Linked DNA regions of Mus musculus: region 1 is linked to region 2. A link is a contact called in public HiChIP or PLAC-seq data. All regions are on one chromosome and are shown on one strand. The core of a region is the stretch at or near the end of the contact, and the rest is flanking DNA. Distances in the headings are between cores, read along the strand shown.

Evidence for each region. HiChIP or PLAC-seq counts read pairs in DNA pulled down with a chosen protein or histone mark.
Region 1: an H3K4me3 HiChIP or PLAC-seq map of embryonic stem cells shows a contact between it and region 2, with 9 read pairs. The contact joins the promoter of Ndufa6 here to the promoter of Shisa8 in region 2. A contact is called at or near these places in 1 of 39 promoter capture datasets (pre-B cells), 4 of 115 datasets of contacts at active chromatin or transcription factors (embryonic stem cells, memory CD8 T cells and pancreatic cancer cells) and 2 of 9 other capture datasets (adipose tissue and pancreatic islet).

Annotation. Positions count from the first base shown.
Region 1 is chr15:82,352,973-82,357,629 of GRCm38.p6, forward strand. Ndufa6 (NADH:ubiquinone oxidoreductase subunit A6) reads right to left here and starts at 1,319. Exons shown (of 3, transcript NM_025987.3): 1 at 1,109-1,319. The coding sequence starts at 1,256.
Region 2 is chr15:82,209,542-82,214,539 of GRCm38.p6, forward strand. It overlaps Shisa8 (shisa family member 8), which reads right to left and starts at 3,274. Exons shown (of 4, transcript NM_001207021.1): 1 at 2,348-3,274. The coding sequence starts at 2,871.

The DNA of each region.
Region 1 (4,657 bases), core at 69-2,568, 140 kb after region 2:
CCGTCACTCAGAATCTTAGTATTTGTGAAGCATCAGGCCCAGAGACTGAAGGGTGCAGTATTATAACTACTGTCAGGTAAACTCCAGCCTGAGGTGGGCATGGTTTTTTTGTTTTGTTTTTTCTCCAGTCTGTGTTCTAATAACTAAGAGGAATCTTCTCCCATCAGTGCCTCCCCCGAGTTTTATATCAGTTACTTAAGTAACCTATTTAATACAGTAACTCCCGGAAGAAGACAGTATTATGGCCATTTCACAGATGAGCAAATACCGGTGAAAAATCTTACCCAAGGTCACACAGCTAATAAAGGTCGAAACTGAGGACAGTGTGGCTGCCTCTCAAGCAGTGCTGAGGCGTGCTGTGGAGCTGTTGTTACTCATTGGAAAACGCCTTTCCCCTCAGATCAGCTCAAGTTAAATACATGTCTACTCAACAACAAAAGATGTCCCTGACATATGTAGGACATTTGAACTCTCGCTAACCCCCTTTTAAAATCCACTACAGTGGCAGCATTGAGGGAGACAACCAAGATTGCAGATTCACACTCGCCACTCAGGTGAACAGACTAGATTCTCCCACCTACGGGAAAAGGCGTGTTTTGCAGCAGAAGGGGGTTAGACTTCAAAATTCTGGGGCAAGCTGATCTAGTGAGCAAAGCTGGGGAGCTCTGAGGGGCCATTTCGTCTGGAGGCTTCAAAGGGCAGCAGGCAGCTACTGGGTGACCTTCGTCAAGTCGTTTCCCTCTCGTGATGCAGTTTGTTCTCCAGACTAAGTAACAGATAACTGCTAAAGCCCTTCGCCACTTTAGTTACAAAATCGAATGGGCATCTAGAACCTTCTCTGGAACTGTAAAGCTGGGTTCAAGAAGCACCCGGGGCTAGCTCAGGACCGCGGACGCCCCTCCCAGGGGCTCCATAAGAAATAAGGAACAAAGGCCACCAAAGCAACTGGGGCGCTCGGAAGCCCTGTCCCGGTGTGGGGCACTCTGGCTCGGGTGACCCCCTTCCCCCGAAGCCCAGGGCTCGTTTCTGTCCCACTACGTGACCTCAGCTCGGCCGAGAGACCTTGGGCAGGTGCCTCCGGCGCCCCGAATGCACCCCTGCCTCTCACCGGTGTTCGGCACCTCCCGATACCAAGCGCGGTAGAGCTCGCGCACCCTCCGCTTGGCCTCGTTCAGGTCGCGACTGAAAATGGGCTTCACCGAGGTACTGGCTGCCGCAGCAGCAGCTTGGCGCAGGCCGGTGGCCGCGGCCGCCATCTTGCCGAGGAAGCCCCGCCCCTTCAGCGTGCGCACGCGCGGTGCCACGGGACTCGCTGCCGTGCCTCCTGCAGTGCAGAGGGAAGGACTGACTGGACTAGGGCTCTCTGATTGGCTGGAAGCCTCGGGCTCTGCAATGCGCATGCTCTACCGCGGAAACACCGATCCGGGGTTGGCTCGTTCAACGGCGGCGCTGAGGAACCACCAGGAGGCGCAGCGTCGAGGCTTCAGGCAGCGGTGAGGCGCTCTGTCTGCTCTTACCAAAAGTTTGTTCCTTCAGCCAGGCGCCGTGGTTGGCAGGCTCGGAGGAGAAGACCTCGGGCATAGATAACGGTGCCAGGCGGCAATGGCAGTCTTTCCGCAGCAACAGTGCGTACTGCTGAGCATATTGTGTATGTGCTTCCGGAAAACCGTTTTCTTGTAGACATGGTGTCGATCGCAAAAGCGCCTCTGGCTTGAGCTTTTTGGCGTTTCTCAGCCCCGTTTGTTTACTTACTTCATGCCATTGTTTTGAGTTGTCGTCTCACTGCGCCTGGCCTGGAACTCACTTACGTAGACCAGCCAGGCTGGCCTCAGAGCTTGCAGTGATTTCTCTGCCTCTGCAGGTTTGTGCCCACAGCACTTGCGGTTGCCTTTTTGTAAATAAATGTGTGTGGGTGTTTTGGATGTTTGTATAGGTGTGCGCCACGTGTGCTTTTTGGAGTCCATGGAGGCCAAAAGAAGGCTATGGATTCCTCTGGGACCGACGGTTATGATTTGCTTTGTGGAGCTGGGAATTGAGCCCAGGTCCTTTGGCAGAGCAGTTAGAGTGCTTAAGCACTCACTGAGGCATCTCTCCAGCCCCGCAGTTACATTTGACCTTGCACTCCACATTTCCCCTGCTTCAGTCTCCTTAGTGCTACTTCACCTAGCCTAATCATTTCCATTTTAGACTAGGGATTTTACATCCCAAACCATGGAAGCTATATCTACCTCTGTATCTAATCTATATCTATACTCTATGGTATATATCTATATATATTCGCTGCTATATAAATAAAAGCTGAAGAATTGCTGCCTAACGACATTCTAATATAGTAAGTGCACCATGCTTTTATGGATATTTTTGTGGTGATTTGAACAAACAGTACTTCCAGTCAAAGTACAATGCACACAGATATGCTCAGCACACAGCATTTAAACTCTCATGGAGGAGAGCATGGCAGCAGGCAGGCATGAGTGGCCTTGAAGCAGCAGCTGAGGTCTTACAATAGAGAAAGACTGGGCCGGCCTCTAGTCACTTCTAGTGACACATCTTCAACAAGGGCCACATACTCCAACAAGGCCACACCTCCTAGTCCTTCCCAAAACAGTTCCACTAACTAGGGACCTAGCATTCAAACACATGAACTTATGGGGCCCAAACCACCACATTATTGATTTTTGTTTTTTTCTTTTATTCTCTCCCCTCCTTTTTGAAACCTGGCTAACCTGGGACTTTCTTTATAGACCCATGTTGGATGATTCACAACTACCATAACTAGCTCTAAGGGGCCCAGTAACCTTTTTTCTAGCCTCTATTAAGCACCTGCATAATGTGGTCCCTATACACATACACACATGAACACACACACACACACACACACACACACACGCACATACAGATAAATTATTTAAAAAATTTAGTTTTTCAGACTTGTTTTAAGGTCTAAAATGTAGTCTTTTCTGTCGTGACTAGTATTTCATGTGCATATAAACCAAGACATTCTCTAGTTTTGGCCATCTACAGGTACATAGTCGTGATTCAGCGACCTTTATGAGGTTTGGAGGAGGTAGGAATTGCTGTCATGCGCTATGCCCACTCACTTGATATCACTGAGTACCCTCAGAGGCAGGCTCTGTGTCCTTTCTGTGTCCCAGCATGCTGCTGTACCCCACATGGAAGCTCAACAAACACTGGCTGGGTGAGTGGATGGCACTTGGACGCTGCTAGGCTCCCTTCTTACTTATGATTCAGAGGATAGGCTGCTCGGTGTTAAGCCCTCCCATGTCACTGTGACTTCCATGTCTTCAGGACTTCACATGGCGCTCCCTCATCACCTCGTTACTGCCCCCTTATCCTTGAATGGCGTTGAACTGAACCAAAGGAGTACCAGTGAGGGTGTTACCCCTCGCCGGGCACACTTAGAACCACCTTGAGGCAATTGGCATGACACCCTTCTCAGATATGGAGGGGTTGTCTATCTGAAAGCTCTCTACATCACGATGCCACACCCTCCCTGCAAAAGGAGGGCCTGCGCACCCAACTCCCAGGCAAGGCTGGTATTGACACTCTTCCCAGGCTGTCTGTAGGCTACGTGGACACTGACACAAAGAAGTCTCTGGATCCCTGACTGTCATCCAGATGGGCGTGCTTGGTAAGTAGGTTTAGAGGTGTTCTTGTTAACCCATACCCAACCCAGTGAGAAGGATCCTTAAGGCCCAGTCCTGCCCTCTGTGTATCCCTTCCTTCTTGGCTCTCCCCTTCTGTGTATCCTTCTTGGTTATCCCCTTCCTCCTCTCCAGAACTGATCTTACTTCCTTTCCCCTCTCCTAGCTTCCTTGCAGGATGAGCTTGATACCGTACTCATTGACACGGAGTCCTGAGTGACTCACAGAACTTAGAGTTGAATACACTGCTAGCAGCACTCTCAGTAAGATGTGGTGGCTCTGCTTTAAAATGCTCACCAGGACTTGAAGCAGCAGATAGGAACAGCAGAATCATGCAATCAGTCATGTTGTTATTGATCTGTCTCAGCCATAAGACCAATTTTCTAGACACTGTTAATGGCTTCTCTAATAGGAGAAGCCCTCATTGGGAAACCAAGGGAGGTGTGCTGCCCCACCTCAGTCAGAGAAGGAAGCATTTCACAACCACTATGTCACTATGAATGTGAATTTTAGGCGGGTAAGGGAACAGAGAAGGACCTAGAGTTTGGGAGTTTGTATATATATTGAGTTTAGGCTAGCCTAGGCTACATATTGAGAGTCTCTCTCTCTCTGTCTGTCTCTGTCTATGTCTCTGTCTCTGTCTCTCTCTCTGTATATATGTCAATCAGACAGACAGACAGATCGTAAGATAGATGACAGGAGGGGCCAGAATGACCTCATACAACACTCACTTTTAGGCCAATCAGGGAAGAAGAACATGAGGGGTGGGAAGAAACCCAGAAGATGAGACATCTACAGCCAGAAGAGGTGATTCTAGGAAGAGGGTGACACCAGAGTGCATAGCATGGACAAGGGAGGCCACTGGGGTGGTGGCCAGAGTGTATCGGGGATGGGGCTAAGGCTGGCAACTTCAGGTTTCAGTCAACTTCAAGTGCTTCATGGATTCAAAGCACACTGAAGTGGGTTGTTGTATTGAGGGGAAGAGGGAGCAG
Region 2 (4,998 bases), core at 2,024-4,523:
CTCCTTCCTGGAGTTCACTCTCCAAGACCCTCCCCATTGAGCCTCCTGTCCCAGCTCCTCCTCCTCCCCTTCCTCCTCCTCCACGTCCTCCCCTTCCTCCTCCTCTTTGTCCTCCTCGTCCTCCTCCTCCTCCTCTTTTTCCTCCTCTTCCTTATCCCATCTTCTTATTCTTCAAATGCTGCTGGAGTCCCTCCTCCAAGATCTCCCTTACCTATACTCCCGCTGTGTGGGCTTCTGCCAGGCCTGGGGCCTCGCTGGCATACGGACAAAGAAGGCAGACAACAAGGAAAAGAGGGGAGCCATGGAGATCCCTCTGTGGCAGCCCAACACCCAAAGGCTGTATGACCTTGGGCAGCTGCCTCCCTGGGTATCCAGAATACCCAGCCCCCACCAGCTGTGACAGTGTCTGACTGAGCCATCCCCGTAGATAACCCAGCCTTCAGCCCAGCTGCCTGCAGAACCCAGAACCCATGATTTTCTCCCACTCGGCCTGACCCTCCTTCTGGGGCTGAGTTACGGCTGATTAACGAAGAGGCACACTGAAAGACACCTGAGGTGGCCAAGGATCAGCTGCAAGGTGTCTGCAGGCTGCCTAAGATGACCTCGCCTTTCCCACTCCTCAGCCGCTCGTGCCAATTATCCCACCACTGGGCTAGCACTGATAAGTCAGTTCTGTGTAGGAAAGGAAGGAGCCTCGAGCCTCTGGGCCTTTGCACGGATTCTCCAAGGCCCGACTCCAGTCCGCTCCAACCCCTCTAGCCATCCTTCCCTAGCTGTCAGAATCAGCATGGCTGAATGAGAGAGAAACGTGGGCAGGGGATTCAGAACACACTGCCCAGGAGCCCAGAGAAGAGAGTCAAAGCACATGGTTGTGAGCACACAACCAAACCTGGGCTTGCAGGTGGAGCTTTGCAGATGAACAAGTCAGCTATAGACTGGCCCAGCCACCCCTATACTACAGTGGGTCTCTGGCTCCCACTATCTCTCTGGCCTCCCCACTGTCCACCTTTGTCCTGGAAGAGAGATTCCCACATTCAGAGGCTGAGTTTCTGCCCCTGCAGCATTCAGAAGCCCCTGCTAATTCCCGCTGCAATCCAGTGGCTTCAAAGAAACACAAAGTGCCTGGTGGTGGGATAGGTGGTGGGATAATTGGCACAAGCGGCTGAGGAGTGGGAAAGGCGAGGTCATCTTAGGCAACCTGCAGACGCCTTGCAGCTGATCCTTGGCCACCTCAGGTGTCTTTCAGTGTGCCTCTTCGTTAATCAGCCATAACTCAGCCCCACCAGGAGGGTCAGGCCAAGTGGGAGAAAATCATGGGTCCTGGGTACTGCAGGCAGCTGGGCTGACGGCTGGGTTGTCTATGGGGACAGCTCATCACCCTCTCTGCCCTCCAGGTGTCTGGAAGGGATGGGCTAAGTGGTCTGGGGGCAACTACTCTCATGATCTGCCCCTGTGCACATCTGGTCCACCACATGTGTATGGTGGGGGAGGGGGAGAAGGGGCAGCTCTTTATTATAACTCCCACTTGCTGCCTGTTGCATGTGGTGCCAACAGTCTACATGCCCAGTGGGGCTGGGACCTGGGTGGAAAGGAAGGGAGAGCACAAACAGGGCAGGGGATTTGCTGGGGGGCCTAAGTGGAAGAGATCCAGCCATGGTCAGGACAGAATTTCAGCTCCCAGCGTTCCCATTCGGCTGACAAGTCAAAATAAACTCAAAACTTAGCCAGCATCTGGCAGGTCTCTAAAACACAGGTCTACATCCCTCCACACTCCCATTCTGAGCAGCTGGAAAGCCAGACCTTTGCGGGGGGGGGGGGAACCTTTGCGGGGGGGCGGGGTTTTACTGGGGAGGGGATGCTTCTGAAATTCCAAGGAATGAAGGTCAGGTTTGAGTCACACTGGGTTGGGGAAATGGATGGAGGTGGGAGGAGGGCGGGAGAGGGAGATGCAGCAAGGGAACCCGGCAAGCATCCTCTCCCTTCGCTAAGCCCACGACCACCTTAAAACTGCCCCAGTCCAGTGGCTTTCCTGACCATCGTCCGTGCCTCATTCCTTGGACAGCGACTTTTTGTCTTCCGCAGAGGAGGTTAGAGCCACAAGGAGGATCCAGAGCCCAGTACAGGCAGGGAAGGTCAAGGGGAGAGAGAGCTATCAGGTATCTATCTCCCTCTGTGAAGCAGAGACGGGGGAGAGAGGTCCAAAAGAACAAAACAAAACAAAAAGAGAAAGGGACTGCGGAGAGGCCAAAGATTTAGAGGGTCCAGAAGGATGCAGTTGCAGTGAAATTTGGAGCCAGCTAGGGACAGTGAAGACAGGACGGGCGGGCAGGCAAGCGGGCGCACTCACCTGGTCACCGTGCGCCGAGCGCGGGGGCTGTGCGCTCTCTCCAGGCCCAGGCGCGCCCCGATGCCGACCAGCACGAGTAGAGCGGCGACACCGCACACCGCGTAGACCGCAGTGTGGCTGCGCTCCCGGGCCGGGTCGCGCGGGGCGGCGGTGTCACGGGCGCGGGCGGGCGGCCGGCCAGTCTGCACCCAGGCCGGTGTGTCGTAGTTGGAGCAGCGGCTCTGGTCCAGGCGGCGCGGGCCGTCGTGGCAACAGAAGCGGTAGCCGCACGTGCCGCAGCAGAAGCTGTAGACGCCCGAGCTGCAGTTGAAGGGCGGGTCCCACTGGCCCATCACGTCGTAATAGCCGCGGCAGCGGTCGCCTCCCGCCGGTGCCACGGTACCGGACCCTGCGATCTCCTGCTCCTCGGGAGCCCCCGCGCGGCCCGACGGCGACCCTGCCAGCAGCAGCGCCAGTCGGAGTGCGAGCGGGAGCCCATGCGAGCGCCGGCCACAGCGCTGTCCCCGCGCCCCAGCGCGCTCCATGCAGCCCGCTCCTTCTGCTATTGCGCCCGGCGCATGGCTCGGCGCGTGGCCGCTCTGCCAGGCTCCCCCAGCCCTCCGGGACCGGTCGCTCGGTCGCCCAGCTGCCCGCGCAGTCTCCCCGCCGACGCCTCCTGGTGCGTCTGCGGTTCCAGACACAAGTGAGCTCGGTGTAGAGTACGCGGGGCTGGATCTCCGGTGGGCGCGTTTTCCTCCGGGGCTCACCTCGGACTGCGCACGGTGGAGGCGGGCGGCGAGTGCTCGCCTGCACAGTCCCCAGCTCCCTCTGACCCGGGAGGGCGTGCGGGGCCTGGGTCTTTTGGAGACTGCGCCGGGCGGCGGGTCGCCGGACACCTCTGTCTTCCCGCCGCCCGCTCCGCGGTGCCCGCGCTCTGGCTCCGGCTCCGGCTCCGGCGCGGGCTCGGCGCGGGCTCGGGCGGGCGGGAGGGAGCGAGGGGAGGAGGGCGGGAGGGAGGCAGAACCGGGGGAGGAGCGCGGCCGCTGCGCCGGGAGGGAGGGGTTCTGTAAGGTCAGTGCAGCAAGCGCGCCCGACCAGGGACCCTCTCCAAGACCTCCCTCAAACTGTTGTCGGAATTGGGCCCTCGAGGGGGCTCAGCTTAAGATCTGGGGATTCGGATCTTGGCAACCTTGGATGAGCGATTCCCTGCTTTTTTAAGTAAGGGGACAGAGGCATAGAGATCAAAGCAGCCTGGAATTCACTGGGAAGGGACTCACAAACACACACACACACACACACACACACACACACACACACACACACACACGCCCCAATGTTCCATTCCTGTGTCTGGTCCTGACATGAATGAGGAAGGCACAATAAGGACCCCCAACACAAAAATGGCAGAATCAAGCTTTGATCAACCCCTCTCTGGTCTGCCCCAGAGCATGTGCCCTGATTCTAAAACCTGGACATTTGGCTGGGGTCCTAGGATGTCCCAGTTCTGGAAACAGTCTGGCCAGAGCCCTCAAGTGGTCGGCTCCCCTCCGCGGCCTCTGCTATAGAAGGCTGAGCAGGTCCTGGGGACCAGGCCAGTTGTACTCCCCTGTCTGTCCTCAACTCTCACTCCCTGGGACTCCCAGGTCCTTTCACAAGCTTAGGGAAAGAATGAGGAGGCATGGCTCAATGCCCCATTCCACCACTCCCCCGCTGAGCTGCTAAGGAGAATATGACCCTGATGCCAGTCATTGCCTCTCCCTGCCTCAGTTGCTATGGTTAAGGTCAAAAGGTCTTCTTGGAGCCAGGCAGTGGTGGCACTCACCTTTAATCCCAGCACTTGGGAGGCAGAGGCAGATGGATTTCTGAGTTCGAGGCCAGCCTGGTCTACAAAGTGAGTTCCAGGACAGCCAAGGCTATACAGAGAAACCCTGTCTCGAGAAAAAAAAAAAAAACAAAAAAACAAAAAAAAAAAAAAAACCAACAACAACAAAAAGGTCTTCTTGGTGCCAGCAATGGCATAGCAGTACTGAAGGCTTGCGGAGAGGTTGAAGAAGGAGGACCACTTGGGCTCACAACTTTGACCAGCCAGGGCAATGTGCTGAGACCCTGTCTCAAAAAGCAAACAGAACAAAATAGTGTCCTTTCACACACTAAGGACAAAGCAGGGGGATTCCTTGAGGCAAAATTAATCTAAATCAGAGGTCCTCAACCTTCCTGATGCTGCAACCCTGTGACATAGTTCCTCATGGTGACCCCCACCATAAAATTGTTTAATTGCTCCTTTATAACTGTAATCTTGCTACTGTCATGAATCGTAGTGTAAATATCTGATATGTAGGATATTCGACACCCAACCCCTAGGTTGAGAACCACAGGTCTACACGGTGAGTTCCAGGCTAGCCCAGTCTTTATTGGAAAATTCTGTTTCAAGAAAAGAAAGAACACCTTTAATCCCAGCACTTGGGAGGCAGAGGCAGGCAGATTTCTGAGTTCGAGGCCAGCCTGGTCTACAGTGTGAGTTCCAGGACAGCCAGGGCTACACAGAGAAACCCTGTCTTGGAAAAAAAAACAAAAAACAAAAAAAGAAGAAAAAGAAAAAGAAAAAAAGAAAAAGAAAGGAATGAAGGGAAGGGAAGGGAAGGGAAGGGAAGGGAAGGGAAGGGAAGGGAAGG